Linked DNA regions of Hordeum vulgare: region 2 is linked to region 1. Evidence: chromatin contacts called from public HiChIP or PLAC-seq data. All regions are on one chromosome and are shown on one strand. The core of a region is the stretch at or near the end of the contact, and the rest is flanking DNA. Distances in the headings are between cores, read along the strand shown. Region 1 holds the start of LOC123444919 (probable WRKY transcription factor 39). Region 2 holds the start of LOC123444921 (scarecrow-like protein 9).

Region 1 (2,700 bases), core at 176-2,675:
CTTGCTCATGAAGACCTAGGGCGTTTGAGGAAGCCCGTCATTGAAATATACAAGCCAAGTTTGTTCTGATAAGATAATTCCCACTAGCATATGGAGGTGACGGCATAGGAGACTCTCGGTATGAAGATCGTGGTGGCACTTTGAGGCACAAGTGGGGTAAAGGATAGTAGCATTGTCCGTTCTCTCCTTTTCTCTCATTTTTATATGGTGGGCTTTTCTCTTTCTTTTTTGCCTCCCCCATAATTTTTTTAATATATGGTGGGCTCATTTTTCCTCCTCATTTTATTTATTTTTCGTCCGGGGTCTCATCCCGACTTGTGGGGGAATCGTAGTCTCCATCATCCTTTCCTCAGTGGGACAATGCTCTAACAATGATGATCATCACACTTTTATTTACTTACAACTCAATATGGAGAACTGGTAGGAAGATATGACTCTCTGAGAATGCCTCTAGCAGTGTACGAGGATGTGCAATGATCTAGCGTGACATGTATTAAAAACATGATGGAAGGTGGCTTTGCCACAAATACTATGTCAGCTCTATATGATCATGCAAAGAAATATGACGATGAACGAACTAGTCATGTTGTCCTCTCCTCTACCCCTCCGGCTACGGTCTCTAGTGCCCGTTGGAGGGATGGCATGTTTGTTCTCTGTTGGCCTATTTGAAAGGCCCGCAATGATGTGGTCTTCAACGACAAGCCATACATCATGGGTGAAGTTCTTCCGTGGGCATCAGATGACCTCCTAGTCCGAGGCAAACTATTCATCGACCCCGGCCGACAGGAGCTCATGATTGTTCCCTCTCGCTTCCTAGTTGTCATCTAGGATGGACCTCCCTCTCCCTAGTTTCTATTTTATCTCCTTTTTACCTTGTGATTTTTCTCACTTGATGAATGCTTTGTTCGACTTCCAAGTCCTTGAGTAATACGACAACCGGTGGGGTTTCTACCCCCCTCCCCATTCTCGGAAAAAACACAAGAGAAAAAGTAAACCAAGATGGACATTTTTCAATTTGAGAACCAAGGTGGACATTTTCCTATTTGAGATGACTATTCCCTATAGTAATGCTATACATACGTAGGACTACATGGTTTTTTATACATAGGTGGATTTTGATTGAAGATTAAGGGGAAGAGGAGTTAGTTAAAAAGAAAGAATCCTAATCAGTGTAAGCGTGTGTAATTCTTTGTACATTTAGCATTTTTATTCTCTATTTTCCCATTTGTGCAACAGGGTGCCACAGTCGAATCCAACGGCCGAGCAGCCGCCATGTGGTCATCCCACGGCTCCTGAAACGCTTCTGGACCTTCTTTTCATCGGTGCAGGTTGACTTTTCATTCCTGTAAGAAGACTCGACTAGCCTACTCCCTTTTCCATTTCCACCTGTGAGCCGCGGGTTATATATGGCCAATCAATCCCTTCACAAGTGTGGGCTCCTCGTCCAGGAACAAGAGATGGGAGATGCACTCAGGGATCACGACCTCGCAGCCACCGCCGACGACGAGGACGCTGGCGTTTGGCCCGGTGAGCTCGACGAGCAGCTCATACGGGAGCTCCTCAGCGATGACAGCCTCCTCGGCTCCATGTATCCGGACAACGACTCGGGGCGCCACCGCTCCTGCGACACGGGAGGCGCCCCTGCCGCCACGCCGTGCAACAGCGGCGGCAGCACCGCGGCCGAGCACGAGCCGTTGCCGCCGGCTTCGGCGTCGAGTATGCCTCTGTGCTCGGCCTACTCCGGCCCTACGATCAGGGACATCGAGAAGGCGCTGTGGTCTCGGCCGTACACCTCCAGCCAGCGCTACGGCTCGCTCCATTTGTAGGTGCACTCGTGAGTATTTTGCACTGGTCGATCGCTGTGCGTTTGTTGATCAAGCAATCTGTGTATGGTGTTTGCTTGAAAAGCCGCAGGTATGGAGCGCCGGGTACGGCGCCGGAGAGCAGGCACGTGACCAAGGTGAGGAGCTGCGGCGGCGGCAAGAAGACGCCCATGGACGGGTACAGGTGGAGGAAGTACGGGCAGAAGTTCATCAAGAACAACCCCCATCCCAGGTGCGGCCCAGTTGATCGATACATCTAGCTATTTTCATGCCTTACTTCAACTTCTAAACTAGTGTACTTTGATGGCTGTTCCATGTTTGCTCTTTATGAATGCATGCACACATAGTTGGATCACAAAACAAGCTAATGTAAAAAAGAGAAGATGCAATAAAATAGAGGGCACCCCTCTGATTTCTAGGAAACCATCTGGTTTGACCCCTAATACAAACTACCAACATTTATCATACAGTAAGCTTAGATCACGACAGATGATCACAAACAAGCTAATGTAAAAAAGGAGAGAGAAAGTTGAAATCCAACAGTAGAGCACCCAGCCTGTTATCCTAGCCACCAATCCGCGAAAGACCATGTCTCCATCCCTAAAGCAAAGACGCACTTCATTTTCTACCTGTTCAAGAAGTCTTGCGCTGTATGGATATGCATGCATCTAACCGATCGAACTTATGCAGTCGCTACTGGGCTCTTTCCCTTCCCCTCTTTCTGTATCCCTAAATCTGCTAAACCAATGTTAGTATTTTCGGCATGTCAAAGTAATGAAAAGGGGAAATCCCAGTTGAAAAAACCTAAACAAAGATAGGTGTTGGACATTTGATCAAATCAGCCCGTCCTCGAGCTCATATCGTCAGCCATGCTAAC
Region 2 (3,008 bases), core at 356-2,855, 270 kb after region 1:
GGGTTGTTTGACTTGTTTCTTGCCACGGCCCTTGCCATGGCCAGACCCTTTGCCATGGGCAGCACCTGAATGATTTGCAACATCGTGCTGCAGGGCCTCACGCAGCTCCTTGACACCTCTAGAGCATGTCTCCCCGTCACATAGCAAGACCTTGTCCATCATCTCCCGCACAAGGTGATCTGCGTCGACGACAGGCGCTGAATGCTTGCAGCATCTCACTTCATCTGCATCCAAGTCGTCACCATAGAAATGCTTCTTTCCTCGATGAATTGCCACTTGAGCATCAGCCTTCTCTCTCTTGACCTCCACAACCTTGTTATCTTGTTTCACCCAAACTGACGGTAAACTGTCAAGGTCAATCACAAGCTTGCTCTCTTGAGGCAGAAATCTGCTCGCCTCTTCAAATCCTCGGCTGAACTGCGCCGCTTGTTGGCTCTGCAGAACAAAATCGCTCAAGGCAGCATGAGGCACAGCATCCGCCGTGCTGAGCCACGGCTCGAAGCCCTCTGGAAATGCAACACTGCTGCCATTTGAAGACGCGAAGGACGAGGATTGTGAGAGCAGCGCGTCAGGAAGAGGGTTGAATTCCATGGGGTCGCACGGCGGCCACGCGCCGCCTGCTTCCACCACGCAGCTCTCAGGGCTCAGATCCTGATAGAAGTGCGGCGGGTGCGGGAACTCCGGCGTGGGGAACTCGAGAGCGGGCGGCGCCTGCATGGCACAGAGGCCACCGGAAGGCGCGGCGCAGTTGCAGGAAGCGAGGCTGTTGAAGGAGTTGGTGGTGACGCTGCTGCCGTCCGGGCTCTCGACCGTGCTCCCGCCCGAGCAGGGCGGCTGGTCGGCGAGGATCTCGAGGAAGGGCTTCTCGGCGGCGAGCAGCGCCGGGTGGGCTGGGTAGTGGTCGAACTTCTCGTCGATGTCCTCGGCCATGAGCATGCGGTTGATGTAGCCCAGCACGATGTCGGAGAACACCTCCGAGTCGTCCGGCGCGGCTGGTGAGGGGGCCGAGGCGTCTCCGGGTGGCGGCGGCGGCGACGCGGTGTCGGCCGAGGCAGGCAGCAGGGGAGCCGGCGCGGCATTCAGGTAGGCGGCCGCGTCGGCGCCGTCGGACGGCAGGAGAAGCAGCGACTCGAGGTCCTCCGCGGTGATCTGGGGGTGGATTGGCAGCTTGGATCCGGCGGGCAGCGGCCCGCACCAGTCGTAGAGCGCGGCGTCCATGACCATCTACGCGGGCTCGGCGCTGCACCTACACCGCCGCCGCCGCCGCAGGGCATGCAAGGGTGTGGCGGTTAAGGCGGGCGGGCAGACACTCCAATCTCCCACCTGGCAGATGCGCAGAAATAGAAGGAGATGAGCGCGGAATCTACGCGGCGGCTTTGTCGACTCGGCACTGACGATGGGCAGAGGTGTCGTGGGCCGACGCCGGCGATGGGTAGAGGTGTCGGGTACCTGCGTCGCGAGCCGAGGGAGGAGGAGAGGTGGCGGCGAGCGGAGCTCTGGGAGCGCGAGGAGGAGGGGTGATAAATGGGGGAAAAGGAAAATGGGTGTTCTTTTGAGAGGCGCGCGAGTCTCAGCCAGCCCTGTGAATCGGCGGCGGAAGTGTCGACACCCACGAGACCACACAGCCGTGGTGCGCCCCGTCCACGTCCGGCCGCGGGGTGAGCTCACGCGCAGCTGGAGCTACGTACGTGGTGGGCGCGGTGCACGGAGGGAAGTTTCGGGGAAGCATCGTGGGACGTCGGGTGTGGCGACCGGGCCGCACGGGCAGCAGAGACGGGGACGGGCGGGGTGGGGTGGAGACCTGTGCTCGTGGACCAGCGGCAATGCTGGCTGAGCTGTGCTGATTGCTTCGGGCAATCGGGGCTTGACGCCTGACTGGACCGCTCTTTGACCTCCTTGCCAGCTCCGCAACTCTTCCAATCCACACACATGAATTTTCTGCTTAGCCATTTAAACAAACATGAATTTGTAGTACTTCCTCCGTCACAGTTTAGAAGACATGCACGTACATCTAGATCATCAATTTGACATATATAAATTATATTATTTAACATAAAAACTATATCATTAGAAAATACAACATCTAAAATTTCTAATAATATATTTTTTGTTATATATGTCTCCCATTAAGTTGATCAAATTAACGATCTAAATATATGTATCGGATTTGTAAACCGAGACGGAGGGAGTAGAGAGTAACCCCGTACTCTATACAGTTGTGCGTTCTCCGCATGAAAGATGTGGAAGTGTTGTCAATGGGATGCTGCACCAAAACCATATGCTTGACCTTTCTGTGAAGATCACTCAGTGGTGAAGAGAACCAGACAAATGCATATTACTAGAAAATTAAGCACCCGTCTAGTCTAGCATTGGCGTTTGACGTACATGTCACCTTCTCTTGCAGTAAATTAATCCGTGGGTGTGGTGATAGCAAATTGTAGACCGATGGTGTTGCCCATGTGTGTGTTGGCATCGGTTGGTAGGACAGAGTTGTGTGGGGGCGTATTGCATGACTTGATCCCTCTCTCTGACGTGTGAATCTTTATACTACTCCTTAAGATAATATAGTTATCTCCCTTCGACGGTAAAAATTGTAGACTGAACGCATGTTGGGTTCACATGGTGGGTACGTCTTAATTTTCAACCCTCCTCGTGATAGAATGCCCCGTTTGTAACTTTGGATTGATCAACACGGCAACAAACCTCACGAGGGAGGAAGATCATCGCATGTCGTCTAATGATCGTCTCCTGCTGTTGGGAGGTTTGGAACAACCAAAACACATACGTGAAATATATCGAGAACATGTAGTAGCTTTGTGTATCTTTGAATTAAGAGGGAAAAGCGTCAAAGGACAAATTACCCCCTCCCCCCTCCCTCCCTCCAAAAAAAGAGCTATACTATGATACCTCTCATCGGTCCACGTCAACCAATTTCCGCAAAGTTCACCAATGGCTCATTGAAGAGGCCACATTCTTGAAAACTCGTGCACCCCTTTTCAATCAAATAC

The links. HiChIP or PLAC-seq counts read pairs in DNA pulled down with a chosen protein or histone mark.
Region 2: a contact with region 1 is called in an H3K4me3 HiChIP or PLAC-seq map of embryo, with 4 times the contacts expected there. The contact joins the promoter of LOC123444921 here to the promoter of LOC123444919 in region 1. A contact is called at or near these places in 1 of 6 Hi-C or Micro-C datasets (seedling) and 1 of 1 datasets of contacts at active chromatin or transcription factors (embryo).

What each region holds. Positions count from the first base shown.
Region 1 is chr3H:549,364,031-549,366,730 of MorexV3_pseudomolecules_assembly, forward strand. It overlaps LOC123444919 (probable WRKY transcription factor 39), which reads left to right and starts at 1,426. Exons shown (of 3, transcript XM_045121805.1): 1 at 1,426-1,822; 2 at 1,909-2,055. The coding sequence starts at 1,458.
Region 2 is chr3H:549,629,618-549,632,625 of MorexV3_pseudomolecules_assembly, forward strand. It overlaps LOC123444921 (scarecrow-like protein 9), which reads right to left and starts at 1,606. Exons shown (of 2, transcript XR_006631045.1): 1 at 1-1,606.